Regions from separate parts of the Oryza sativa genome. Here region 2 is linked to region 1. The links are chromatin contacts, called in public HiCAR-type maps. All regions are on one chromosome and are shown on one strand. Each heading gives the region's core, a stretch centred on a gene start, on an enhancer-like site or on the middle of the called end of the contact. The rest is flanking DNA. Distances are from core to core; before and after follow the strand shown.

Region 1 (6,759 bases), core at 1,284-3,783:
AACCAATTAAAATAAATGGAAAACAAATTAAAATTCTTCTCTCTGTCCTTGGGCTTTTTTCGGCCCAAGTATTACTCTCTCCCTCCCTTAGCCCGCAGCCTCTCTCTCTCGTCCTCCCTCTTCGGGCTGCCGGCCCAGCCCTTTTGTTCCTCCTTCACCAGGAAGTCTAATTTTCCTCCCTCTTCTTAATTCAAATAATTTTTCGGATAGTAAATGATTTCAAATGAAAAAAAAATACCAATAACAAAGTTGTATATTTTACCAACAACAAAGTTACGTCGCTCGTATCCAATTCGACATGAGTTTAAAATAACTATTATACGCCTTCCTCCTAGCGCAACCTAACCCAATCGGCCACACCATCCTGTGCGCTTCCACTCGAAGCTGCACGTACCCCTCCCCACGTTTTTTTTGCTCTTTTTTCCCTTTTCTCCTTTCCTTTTGTCCTGGTCTTTCTGACCCTCTCCTCTCCTTCCAATTTCCTTTATTTTTGCATCCTTTTCTGTTTCGCTATTGGTATCTCTACTATTATAAAAATTGAAGATGTTTCCCCTGATATTTTGGTACGTTGTCCGTATTTGAGGTAGTTTTAAAGTTCATTCGCTTTTTGGAAATACAAAAGGAGTCGTATAAGAAATCCTTTTAAAAATCCTGCGTGCTAAGTTAGGACGAGAGTCGGACTCCTAATTGCTTCAGAATTCTCGCCAGGCCATAATAAAGCAATGTATATGATGTGACCGTCATCTCAATAAAGATTCCGAATTAGATATCAATACTATCAAAATAAAAATCCCATATACTTTTTACTTTTTAGAAAAAAAATCTAACAATAATACGGTTAAAATAGTCTTCACCCGTTACAACGCACGGGTATTTTTTTAGTATAAATAAATAGATAAAACACCCTAATTGGAGGCCCAAACATTTTAATTTAAAGCCCACGTCGATGTAAAGATAGACCCAGGTAAGCTCACAGTGGGCCATAAAGGCCCAAAATGGCCAGCCTACGAGGACGCCACAATAAGGAAAAAGTACACCGAAGATCCCTCAACTTGTCATCGAGTTACAAAATCGTCCCCTAACCACAAAGCCGAATACAACGTATCCCCCAATTTACAAAACCAGTGTAGATTAGGTCCCTCGGTGGTTTTGCACTAGGTTTTGTCCAATGTGGCGGCTGAGTCAGCGTGGGACCCACATGTCAGGATGCCACTTCAGCAGGCTGGCCTCTCCCTCCCTCTCCTTTCCTCTCTTCTCTCTCTTTCTCTCTCTCACTCCTCTCTGGACTTGGCAGGACGGTCGACGGTGGGGAGGAGCCGAGGAGGTCGCCGGCGATGCGGCGGCGGAGACACGGGAGAATGGGAGGACGGCGGCAAGGCGAGGCGGCGTCGGCGGGCGAGCGCGGTGGCGGAGAGTAGGCGGTGGCGGCTGCGACGCGGGAAGCCGAAGGCGACGGCGTGGGCGAGCATGGAGGCAAAGTGAAGAAAGCTCACCTCCTCTTGGATCTAGGCACGCCGCCTGGCACCTGCCTCGCGGCCGCCAGCTTCGCCTTCGCCGGAGAGGCCGTCGTCGGGGCTAGCAGATTCTCCTACACCACCACCACCACCGGTTTCTGCTGCTCTGGCTGCGGCTGCGTCGGCGGCGGCGTAGGCGTCGGTAGAGACGACGACGACGAAGAAGAAGGAAAGGCAGCGCAGAACGCCTTGAGAAGCTCGTCGGCGTAGGAGAATCTGCCAGCCCCGCGTCTCTGGACTGGGCAGGGCTCTACGAGTTCAGGTCCAGCAGCTCGATGTATAGCTACAATGAGAATTGTACTGGAGTATGAGATAGTCAATCCGTGATGAGATAAATGATAGCTCACTAGTAGCTGCATTCAATCACCTCCATCAACACCTCCACCTCCTAGCATTCGTTCATTAGCAGCATTAACCTGAGAAATATGAATAACTGTCATCTTCTTCATCGTCATATCCAGATAGTTAAGAGTTAGAGATTATTGCTTTAACAATTTTGCAAATATTTCTAGAAAGATTGCCAAATCCACACGAGCAGCATCAGATTCGAAACGCACCATAGCCACGAACACAAGCATCGGCAAGGATCGAGGAAGGGAACGAATTAACAAGGAAGGAAGGACGTACGATGGCGACAGTGGCGCCGTCGACGGACCAGAGGGTGATGTCGCCCTTGTGCAGCTTGAGTGCGCCCGCGCCCGCATCCGCCGACAGCCGGAACGCCTCGCCGCTGCTGAGCCCAGGTGCCACCGCCATGGCGAACGATGCCCTCGTCGCGCCGCTGCTCGGTGGCCGCCGCCGCCGCTGCTTGGGGAGGAGTGGGAGCCGCGACGGCGTCGTTGCCGCCACCGCCTCTCCGCCACCGCGCTCGCCTGCCGACGCCGCCTCGCCCTGCTGCTGCCCTCCCATTCTCCCGTGTCTCCGCCGCCGCATCGCCGGCCGACCGTCGGACCTCCTCACCCGGCGACCTCCTCCCCACTGTCGGCCTCCCTGCCCAGTCCAGAGAGGAGTGAGAGAGAGAGAGGAGGAAAGGATAGGAAGGGTGAGGCTAGCCTACTGACGTGGCATCCTGACATGTGGGGTTCATGTGGGTCTCACGCTGAATCAGCCACCACGTTGGACAAAACCGAGTGCAAAACCACGAGGGATCTAATCTACGCTGGTTTTGTAAGTTAGGGGATGCGTTGTATCCGGTTTTACGTTTAGGGGACGATTCTGTAACTCGAAAACAAGTTGAGGGACCTTAGGTGTACTTTTTCCCCACAATAAGTCTCAATCCCGTTCTTGGGCCTCACATAAGCGAAATTCCGTTCCGGCCGAAAATTGTTCAGGCCGCACGTAACTTACAAGGAATAAGTTCATCCGAGGTCCCTTAACTTGTCAACGAATCCAATTTTTATTCAACCGGAAAACCAGATACAACGGGTCCCTTAACTATCAAAACCAGTGCAGATGAGGTCACTTGGCAGTTTTGATGGCGGTTTTGACTGACGTGGCACCTACGTGGCTAATGAGGCAGAGCAGGAGGTTGTCGGCGAGCGCGACAGCTCCACTCCGTCGGCCGCTCCGCCCCGCCCCTCCGCCGCGATGCTCTCTCTCGAGCGACGCGAGCACAACAGCGACGGCCGACGGAGGATGGCGGCGGAGGGAGATCATCTATCAACTCCGGCGGAGGGAGCTCCTCGCCTGGCCGCCGCGCCGCAACCGAAGCGCCACCACTCTACTGAGGAGGCAGCAGCCATGGCGCATTGGCGCCAGTGCCACGAAGCAGACGCTGCACGCCGCGTTGTCGTGGTCGACTTCGTCGTAGTGGCGGAATATTTGTGTCTTGGCGCTGCGTTCGGGCGTCACGCCGGCAATGGTTGTGCTGCTGCTGCTGGCTCGCTTGAGGGACGAGACGAGCTACCTCAACAAGCCGCCAGGATGGAGCCTGAGGAGGAGGTTCCCCGGTGCGTTCACGGGTTCGGGGGCGACTGCATCCAACGCACCAACAAAACACCACACGAATGAACAAACCCAGTCACCACCAAGCAACCTAACACATAAATACATAATCAAGAGAGTAGAGAGAGCACGTATGGTGAATTGGTGACTCCGGATCTCTCTTCCATCGCCGGCAGGCACGCCTGCGTGTATGCACCAACAAAAACTAATCCATAGAACGGATTATGCACCATTCCTCAATAGCGCAACAAAAACTAATCCGTCTTCCGCCTTGCGCTCCCCCACGCCACGGCCACCGTCGTGTCGTCGTCACGCGGCGGTGGCGGAGGCGCGAGCAGGAGGAGGGAGTACGCGTGCTCACCCACCACGCACCCGGGCTTCTTCCGGTGCGCGCTGCAATGGAGCGGCGCGTCGCCGTCGCGTCCCTCCTCGGCCGGCGGAGAGGACAGATGAGAGGGGAGAGAGATGAACACACGGAGTTGGGGGGAGAGAGGAGGAAGATGATGAGGGTGAGAATGACATGTGGGGCCTACGTGGGTCTCAACATTTTTAATTTATTTTTTTGTGCAAACTAGCATGTGGCCCACAATTTTTAATATTTTTCAAATCAAATTGCCACGTAAGCGCCACGTCATTGCCATGTCATGTGAAGACCGAGTCAAATAGCCACGTAGGCGCCACGTCAGTGAAAACCGCCATCCAAACCGCTATGGGACCTATATTGTATCTGTTTTTGGACCCGTTATATCTGATTTTCTGGTTGAAGGATGAAAATCGGATTCGTTGACAAGTTAAGGGACCTCAAATGAACTTATTCCAACTTACAATATCATGGGCCTCACCTAACAAAGATGGGCCATGATCCGGCCCAAGTAAAATGGGCCGCACGCAAGTCGAATCGCTTTCCGGCCCATGAAACGGGAGAGCCGAGAGCCCGAGATGTATAGCTGGTCACCTCTGCTTCGGTGCTTCGTGCATGTTTGGTGAGATCTTTTTTCTGGATTTCTGTGTCTTTTTGAACCAGTGGCGTGCAGTTCCATGAACACCTAGTGGAATTTGATCTCTGAATCGATGTCTTACATGCAGAGATGGAAAGGAAGCTTGTTGTGAGTGAGCAAGATCAGAATCAGAAGCAGACCCCACGAAATCTGCACTTCCATCAACAACTGCCTGATAGCTGAAAAGGAAGTGTTCTCTCTGTACTTTTTTTTTTAAAAAAAAAATCTTACCTGCATTTTGGGCAATGTCAACTTTACACTGGAGTTTATATGATACTGTTATTATCTGAAAAGAAACATAGTGAGGTATAATTGACTGTTTACATTCTATTTTTTTACCGAACAACACATCAGAGTATCAGACCACACATTGCTTAAGCATCAGTTCTTTGCTCGCTACCTGCCTCCAGCTTCCTCTCACCACTGCATCTTTGACTCCATCCACAAGTAAAGCAAAGAATCTGAGTTTATATGTACATCCTCAGTTACAAATTGTTTGTTTCTTTGTGACCAAAATTGAAGCTGCAGCCTGCATGGTCTCAGTCTAAGAGAGCAAAATAAGGGTGTTAGGAAAGTCTACTGGTGACAACCTACTCATGGATCGATACAGGTAATTTAACAAGGTCAAGCTGTTAGATTTTGAGTAATTATTTTCTTCATTCTTTTTGTATCAACACTGGAAGTTTGGAACCAACATATGCGAATGTGCTACTACTTTATATGTACAATTTCTGTTTTGTACCATTATACGCAACATACACTGAGTATACTTAACTAGTTATCCAGCCACATCTCAAGAAAGAAAAAAAAAGAATCATTAGTATTTTCTGAAGTCTATAGCTGTAGTGTTTATCAGTTTGACAGCTATGGAATGAATGGGAGATACAAGTGTTGGTGCTGGTGAGCTTTTCCCTGCAAGTGTTCCTCCTCTTGCTCTCGGGCATCAGGAAGCGTACAACCTCCAATGTCTTGAGCATATTCATATGGCTCGCATATGTGTCGGCTGACTCCCTCGCCATCTTCGTCCTTGGCCATCTTGCGCTCCACATCAATGGCCGGCGCCATGGTCTGGTGCTCTTCTGGGCGCCGTTTATGCTTCTTCACCTTGGTGGCCAGGAGACAATCACAGCCTTCTCCATGGAGGACAACATGCTGTGGAAGCGTCACCTTCTGACCCTCGCCACCCAGGTGGGTTTGGCCGCCTATGTGGTTGGCAAGCAGTGGCAGGGAGACAAGCAGCTGCTGGCTCCCATGGTGCTCATATTCATCTCAGGTACCATCAAGTATGCTTGCAGAACATCGGCACTCATGTTTACTGCTGAACAAACAACACCTGGGAGTAATCTTGGCATGCAGGCAAAGGGTTGGTCAGCTAATTGGAAACATTATTCGACTAATAATTGGATGATGAATGAGGTGCACACTTACAACGAACTTTTGTGGGAAGCCAACGCAGGCTGGACCTTATACATGGCCTTCCTGATGGATATGACACCGCTGATATCTAGGCCTGAAACCTATTCACTGAAAGGGCTCCTGTCGAAGGAACACCGAGTCTATGTCTCTTATAAGCTAGCTGAGCTCCAGCTCTCGATTGTGTATGACTACTTCTACACCAAGCTTGGAGTGTATTTTGAGCCCGAGGAACGACTAAATGGTCGCTTCGCCCAGCTTGCTACATTGGGCTCCACCTTTGCAGCCTTGTTTCTATTTGCCAGGGGTAATTTCAGCTACGATAGAGCCGATATTGTTGTGTCTTACATATTGCTAAGTGGAGCTTTCATTCTAGAGATACTCTCTGTTTTTATTGTTGTCTCATCATTCTGGGCATACTTCATGGCAACTGTATCTGATTTCCTTTGTACTAGATGTCATGATGTGATCTTCAGCATCGTCAAGCTTGTCCATCCAGAGAGCAAACCACAATGGTCCCAAAAGTTGGCACAGTACAACCTCATCATCGGATGTATAAAGCAGAAGAGAGCAGCAGCTGGCAGTTGTTTACTGAAATGCATGAAGCGTGTGATCGGCATCCAGCCCAGCACTATGACTCATGTCGACATCTCTCATGAGCTGAAGAAGCTCGTCCTTGATAAGCTACTACAGGTTGGAAGCAGATTGCATCCAGATGATGTGTGGGGACATCAGCAAATTCACCGGCCAATGGGCAAAGTTGGAGCTCATGAGGAGCAAACTGCACATTGAAAGTTCATCAAGAGCTCGGCTGCAGGTGCTGATCAGCGATAGCATTCAGCGTGCCGGTTTCATGTCTGCTGTCCTTGCTTGGCATATTGCGACGGACA
Region 2 (6,734 bases), core at 1,270-3,769, 190 kb after region 1:
TGGTTAGTTGAGGATTGTAGATGGTAAGACAGTACACAGATAGTGTACACAATCCAGAGTTAATTTTTACAGAGCTGTTGACTTGTATTATTAGTATAAACACTTCAAGTTAAATCAACACAACATGGCACTCCAATAAATTATGGAATTGGCATGACTCTACTAGGTTCCAAATATACCCTTGATGGTTCTAATGCAACCATCCAATGCATATGGCAGGGACTACTTGAATTAATACAACAAATCCGATTGTCATAGCAAAATTTAAATCTAATCTTAAATCAACACATGACACATTGTTCTTTTTCTTTAATTTATGTGACACCTTGTTATGCCATTCCATAATTCATTCCCCCATTTTCTAATATGCAAGGAGTTCATACTTCATACTTAAAGCTTATCCATACTCCATCCTTGTTAGAAGACTTCAAAAAAATATGGTCTTATGGAGATACATTGGAATGTAAGTTCAGTGATTACCTTTAAGAATACCAAGGACCCTATGAAGTGCTACAGCAGGATCAACCTTTTCAAACTCCAAAGCAGCTTCTCCCGCAACAAGTGCGATAAGTACCGCACCACCAGAGACAGTGTGGTAGCTGTAGAAGAGAAAGAACTCGCCACGCTTGCTCCTCTCCTTATTCAAACACCCAAATGTGTCAATCTCCTCATCCCAAAATACATGGGGAAACACCATGGCGACTTTGTTCAACAACCCAAACCCCAACCTCTGGATTGCTTCAAGCTTCCTCTCTGGCAACTCCGGTTCAAAAATGATGCTCCTGCTCTTGAGCACTCCAAGTGGAGCAGTGCAGAGTGCCATGTCAGCCTTGAAAACCTGGCCTCCTTCCACGGTGATGCTCACCCCATCCTCCCCATGCTCAATCCGCTTCACCGTCTTCTCATACAACACCGGCACACCATCGCACAATGCGTGTACCAGCCTCGCATTCCCTCCGGCTAGGAAGCAATGGTCTCCCCCCATCTCATACTGGTCATCCTGGTCCCAGTGCGCGAGCGAGAGCTCCGATAGGCAGCCGGCATTGGAGAATTCCAGGTTAGCCAAATGCCAGTCCAGAACCTCCCTCTCCTCGACGCTTTTCGCCACCTTGTAAAAGCGTCTCAGCCTCTCTATACCTTCCCCTAGCGAGATCCCCTCGGCTGCCTTCTTGAGATACTCTCGCAGCCGGGTGGCGTGTTCTAGAAGCGTGTTGAACACCAGATCCATGCTCCTGTCCAGCTTCATGTCCACGGTGCGGCCGTCGTGGTGGTAGAGCGGGCAACTGTCTCGCACCTTGTGGAGTGGAATCCCGAGCTGCCTGGCGAGCACGCCGAGCGGGTTGGTGTGGATGCCGGTGATGACGCTGCCGCCGAGCTCAACGGCGGCCTGGTCCCCGCCGAGATGAGTGGTGTAGACGCGGCCGCCGGGGCGGGCGCGGCCCTCGAGGACGAGCACGCGGAGGCCGAATCGGAGCAGCTGGCGCGCGGCGGCGAGGCCGGCGAGACCGGCGCCGACGACGAGCACGGATGCGGCGAGGCGCTGCGGCGCATCGGGTGGTGGGGAGGCGGGGAACGCGGCGGAGACGCCGAAGTTGATGTGGCCCTCCCGGGCGAGGAACCCGTGCGCCACGGCGACAAGGTTGTCGTAGCTGGCGGCGACGGTCTCCTGCACGCGCGAGCGCGGGAGCGGCACCCGCGGGTCGGCGCGCCACGAGGCGAGGATGTGGTTGCGGACGACGATGTAGTCGTTGGGGGCGGCGGCGACGGGGGCCGGCAGGAGGGGCCGCTCGGCGGGGAGCAGCTCGTCAATGGGGAAGCCCAGCGAGAGCGCTATTAGCGCCTCCGTCTCCGTCTCCCGCTGCCGCTCGTCGGCGGAGAGGCGGCGCAGCCGGCTGATCCGCCGCGACCTGGCGTTCCCGAGGTAGGACTCCAGCTCGGCGTCCACCAGCGACTCGTCGTACGACGACCTCGCCGTCAACGCCGCCCTCCTCGCCGGCCGCCGCGACGACGACGACATCGCCGCCGACGAGGTTGGGGTTTCTCTCGCTTCGCGGAGGCGAGGGGAGAAGAGAAGAGGTGGGTGAGGTGGGGTTTCGACTTTAATGGGGGGGAGGCTGACTGGTGGGCCCGCAGTCGTCAGCTCTGGACTGTGGTTTGTACCCATCTCGTGGGTCCCACTTGTCAGTGTGAGGGTAAGACGAGTCGGCGGTGCTAAGCGGTGTTGACTTCTTACAAGGACGTGTTCCCATGTCTCAATGGCAGGTGGGCTCCATCAAGCGTGGGCCCACATGTCTGCCACCTGGGTGTGGATGAGATCGTCATGAGAAAAATGGCAGTCAGGTTTTCCAGCCAAGCGGCACGCGTGCGGATCCTGCCACGTAGCCATGGGGCCCACTCGTCATAGGCAGATTTTTGGGCCGTTCTTTATTGGGCCTAGTAGGCCGACTCATTTACTGGAGAGGAGTTCCACTTCTTCCTCCTCGGGAGAAGTTGAGGGAGGCATTATGGACTTCTCTCTCCTCCTAGCTTCACTCTCTCCGCTGCTGCTGCTGCGTTCGGTAGCTAAGCTTAGCTTAGCTTGCGAGCTGCGTCGCCTAGCTCCGATTGGATCTCGCTCTCGAGCTCGAGCTCGAGCTCGGATTCCATGGCGAATTGGTGACTCGGTGGCAAGGTCCCGTCTCCTGGTGTCTGGAATTGGGCGGCGGCGGCGGGATGAGGAAGAGCTGGGGGCTCGGGCGGCCGTCGGGTGACCGGCGGTGGCTGCTCCCCTTCGCCGCGAGCCTCCTCGTCTCGGCGACCCTCTTCCTCGCCGCGGCATGCGGCCTCTTCTCCCCGCCCTCTCTCGCCGACGGCGACGACGACTCCATCCTCATCGACGTCGCCACCTGGGACACCGCCTCCGCCGCAGAATCCGAGATCAAGAACCGCCTCCTCGACTCCAACTCCGACTCCGACGACGGCGACAACCCGGACGACGCGGCGGTGAACTCGGACGCCTCCTCCGCGGATCCCCCGCGGATCGCCTACCTCCTGGAGGGAACCAAGGGGGACGGGGCGCGGATGAGGCGGGCGCTGCAGGCGATCTACCACCCGCGGAACCAGTACATCCTCCACCTCGATCTGGAGGCGCCGCCGCGGGAGCGGATCGACCTGGCCATGTACGTCAAGGGGGACGCCATGTTCAGCGAGGTCGGGAACGTGAGGGTCATCGCCAAGGGCAACCTGGTCACCTACAAGGGGCCAACCATGGTGGCCTGCACGCTGCACGCCGTCTCCATCCTCCTCAAGGAGGGTCTGGAGTGGGACTGGTTCATCAACCTCAGCGCCTCCGATTACCCCCTCGTCACGCAGGATGGTCAGTGCTCTGATTACTCTGCTGAATGAATTTTAGCTTACTTTGTGTGTTGTGCTTGTTCTAGAATGTAGAGATGTTTTGTTAATTAGCTATGAAATGCCACCGAATTTGCCTCTAGGATTGTCTACTTGATGACAAAGGATGGTCAGTGTTCTTCAGGTCAGCTGAATTTCAATTACATATTGTTGTGTTTGTTCTAGGATGTGGAGATATTTTCTTAGCTATGGAGTGCCACTGAAAAGATTGGAATTTAGGATTTGCCTCTAGGATAGCATTGTTGAGGGCAGCAATTAGCATCTGTGTAACTGTAATGGTTAAATTCGTTGTGTAAGCTATAGCCTATCTGATAGCTCAACTAGATTTCTTTGCATTGGCATCAGTTATGTAGAGCTTGCTAGCTACTATTAGCAAGCTTCAGATTCAGGAAAATGAAAGTGTGCTGTAATGAAAGCTTTAATCCTCATTGAGGATATTGCAACATTCAGTGGCATTGTATAAGTATTTGCATGGCTAAACGTTATTTTTCTCTGCAGATATACTTCATGTGTTCTCTTCCTTGCCGAGAAATCTTAATTTTATAGAACACATGCAACTATCTGGTTGGAAAGTGTAAGTTTCCTTCTAGTCTTCAGTATTTTCAATTTTTTTCACGTTATCTAGTTCTCTCTACTTTTGATTATCCAGATTACTTGTTCTGATGCTTTATGTGGTTTTCTCACAGGATTTCAAGAGCAAAACCTATTGTTGTGGACCCAGGGCTCTATCTATCAAAAAAGTTCGATCTTACCATGACTACTGAGCGGCGAGAATTGCCAACATCTTTCAAGTTATATACTGGTGAGCATGTTTCTGATTTCTATATGTCTTACTTGGCATATTAGAAAGCTATTATGATTCTGCCCACAAGTTAACGATGCATTCATGCAGCGATTGGCATGGGTATGGAATCTAAATATTTATGATACTATTATTCCAAACTGACCTTTGAATAGTGCTGGTTTGTAAGTAATTACTTCATGGTAGCAGACAGTAGCGTTGAATACTTGATTGACCAATATTGATTGCAATAGACCATTTCTTATTGTTAGCATTAGTGTGTGTCCTCTTGCTTTTCACTATGTCCACATGCCCTCTTATGTTTGCGAAAATAAATAAGTAGACATTATTTGCAAAAATAAATAAGTAGAGGGAGAGAGAGAGAACAGAGGATTTTTGTTGTTGTTGTTTTGAGTTAAAACAGAGGATGTTGGATTGAAGTATCAATCTTGACATCGGAGTTATCAATAATTTTCAAAGCAAGCCCTTACAGTTTAGAATGCACCAAGATGTTTTGAAATGAGCTACTTTTCCTGTTGACCACAATATGGCTTCATTTCCTGCTTGCTTCCTTCCTGTCATCATTTTTTGTTTGACTAGATCTGGTATTCCGATGAAATGGCAGATCAAATCTTCCATTAGCACTGACAAAATAAGAAGTTTGATCTCTCTGTTCAAAACGCCTAGGAGTGATGCAGAATAAACAAATGCTCTATGTGAAGTGTAAGGGCGTTATGCAGTTTTTAGCAAACATATTTCTATTTCGGTTGTGAAATCAAAATATTGTTTTTATTAATTACCTGTTTATACGAGAGGCACATCAGCATCATTCTATCTTGTACGCGTTACATGTTTCCTGATACAAAACACACAAGACTCTTAAATGTATCTTAACATCAGAGTCGTCTTTTTATCGACAGGTTCTGCTTGGATAATGCTCACAAAAACCTTCCTCGAGTACTGCATATGGGGATGGGACAATCTCCCACGGACACTCCTTATGTACTATGTTAACTTCATCTCCTCTCCAGAAGGTTATTTCCACACCGTCATCTGCAACTCGGACGAGTTTCGGGGCACTGCGGTTGGCCATGACCTGCACTACATTGCTTGGGACTACCCTCCAAAGCAACATCCAAATATGCTCTCCATGAAGGACTTCAACAAGATGGTCAAGAGCGGCGCGCCGTTTGCACGGAAGTTTCCCAAGGATGACAAGGTCCTGGACAAAATCGACCGTGAGCTGCTGCACCGCTCCGAAGGCCAGTTCACCCCCGGAGCATGGTGCGACGGGAGCTCTGAAGGAGGAGCTGATCCATGTTCCTCAAGGGGTGAAGATTCGGTATTCGAGCCTAGTCCCGGTGCCGAGAGGTTGCGAGGCCTCATGAAGAAGGTGCTTTCATGGGATTACCGCAATGGCAGCTGCTCGTCGCTCGGTTACGATCAGACAAAACGAGATTGGTATGTTCCAAAAGGTAGAGGATAATTCATGTTGTCCTGGTACCTTTTCTTGTAAATTCAGATAGCTGAACTTGACCCCTTCCATTGAAATGAACAAAGCTGATGAATCCAACATTCTGACCAAGAAAAAAGATGTTGAAATTGCAATGTCCGTACATATCTGGAGTACCATTTAAAAAAAAACGGTCATATTACGATAACTAAAAACGATGGACTGACTTTTAATGTTCTATCTTCATCCAAACTATTTGGTGCTGAAATTCTGAGAGAGTTTGGTCAGCTTCATTCATGGACTTGACTTTGTACGGCTGTTGCTGCGTACACACAAATTTCCGTCAAATTTCTGTCGGCGACCTTAATTTGATCTGCAAAATCTGCCACTCGCTCACTTTCCCAAACAAAATCTCTCCAGTTCACCAAGACCTAACACTGACGACCTGAAAAACAAAACACAAGTAATTAAATTTGCAGCTAAATTTATTTAAAATTTTCTCATTGGCTTTGACATCATTCAGTACAGCCGCTCCTTTTCAGCTTGATCACACTTTGGCTGTAGCAGCAGTGCAGCACGAGGCCAACATGTGAAAAATGAACAAAATTGAGAGCTGCGCTGCGTACGCGGCGCGTCGATATGGACATGGATTGGTTGTTAAATTCAGACGCGAGGATCATGCGTAATAAGCTGGCTGGAGGTAGCTTTCAGAGTTTCAGAGAGTACGTGTTCTTCACAGTGGAGGTGTCAAAGGTCAGTTTTTGGGGATCTCGACAGTCACTGTTGGCTCGGCTCTTAGATTGGCCTACCTATTTGACTTGTGATTTATCAACCTCCATGCAAGCTCAAGAGGATCTCTCGATTCACCGATAGACACAGGCATACGTTTGGTTTGGGGACAACTATGACCGGCTCTATATTTTCGAGGGCCTGAAGATATAATCGTTATTATGGTTTCTCTCGGTTGAATATTGTTTTAATTTACTTTTAAAGTATACAACTCCTTCCGTCCCATAATATATCAACTTAGAACCAAATGTGATACTTTATGGTACAACGAATCTGGACAGTAAACATGTCCAGATTTGTCGTACTATGAAGTGTCTCGTC

Evidence for each region. HiCAR-type assays count read pairs that join an accessible place to other places.
Region 2: a HiCAR-type map of leaf shows a contact between it and region 1, with 2.1 times the contacts expected there. The contact joins the promoter of LOC4344645 here to the promoter of LOC107276547 in region 1. A contact is called at or near these places in 1 of 15 Hi-C or Micro-C datasets (seedling) and 1 of 4 datasets of contacts at active chromatin or transcription factors (leaf).

The regions. Positions count from the first base shown.
Region 1 is chr8:2,214,131-2,220,889 of ASM3414082v1, forward strand. LOC107276547 reads right to left here and starts at 2,534. Exons shown (of 3, transcript XM_015793990.3): 1 at 2,142-2,534; 2 at 1,882-1,930; 3 at 910-1,797. The coding sequence starts at 2,447. The coding sequence ends at 1,589.
Region 2 is chr8:2,399,636-2,406,369 of ASM3414082v1, forward strand. LOC4344645 (beta-glucuronosyltransferase GlcAT14B) reads left to right here and starts at 2,520. Exons shown (of 4, transcript NM_001422908.1): 1 at 2,520-3,355; 2 at 3,889-3,964; 3 at 4,077-4,192; 4 at 5,092-5,770. The coding sequence starts at 2,713. The coding sequence ends at 5,657. LOC4344644 (lysine-specific histone demethylase 1 homolog 2-like) reads right to left here and starts at 2,071. Exons shown (of 2, transcript NM_001422907.1): 1 at 481-2,071. The coding sequence starts at 2,017.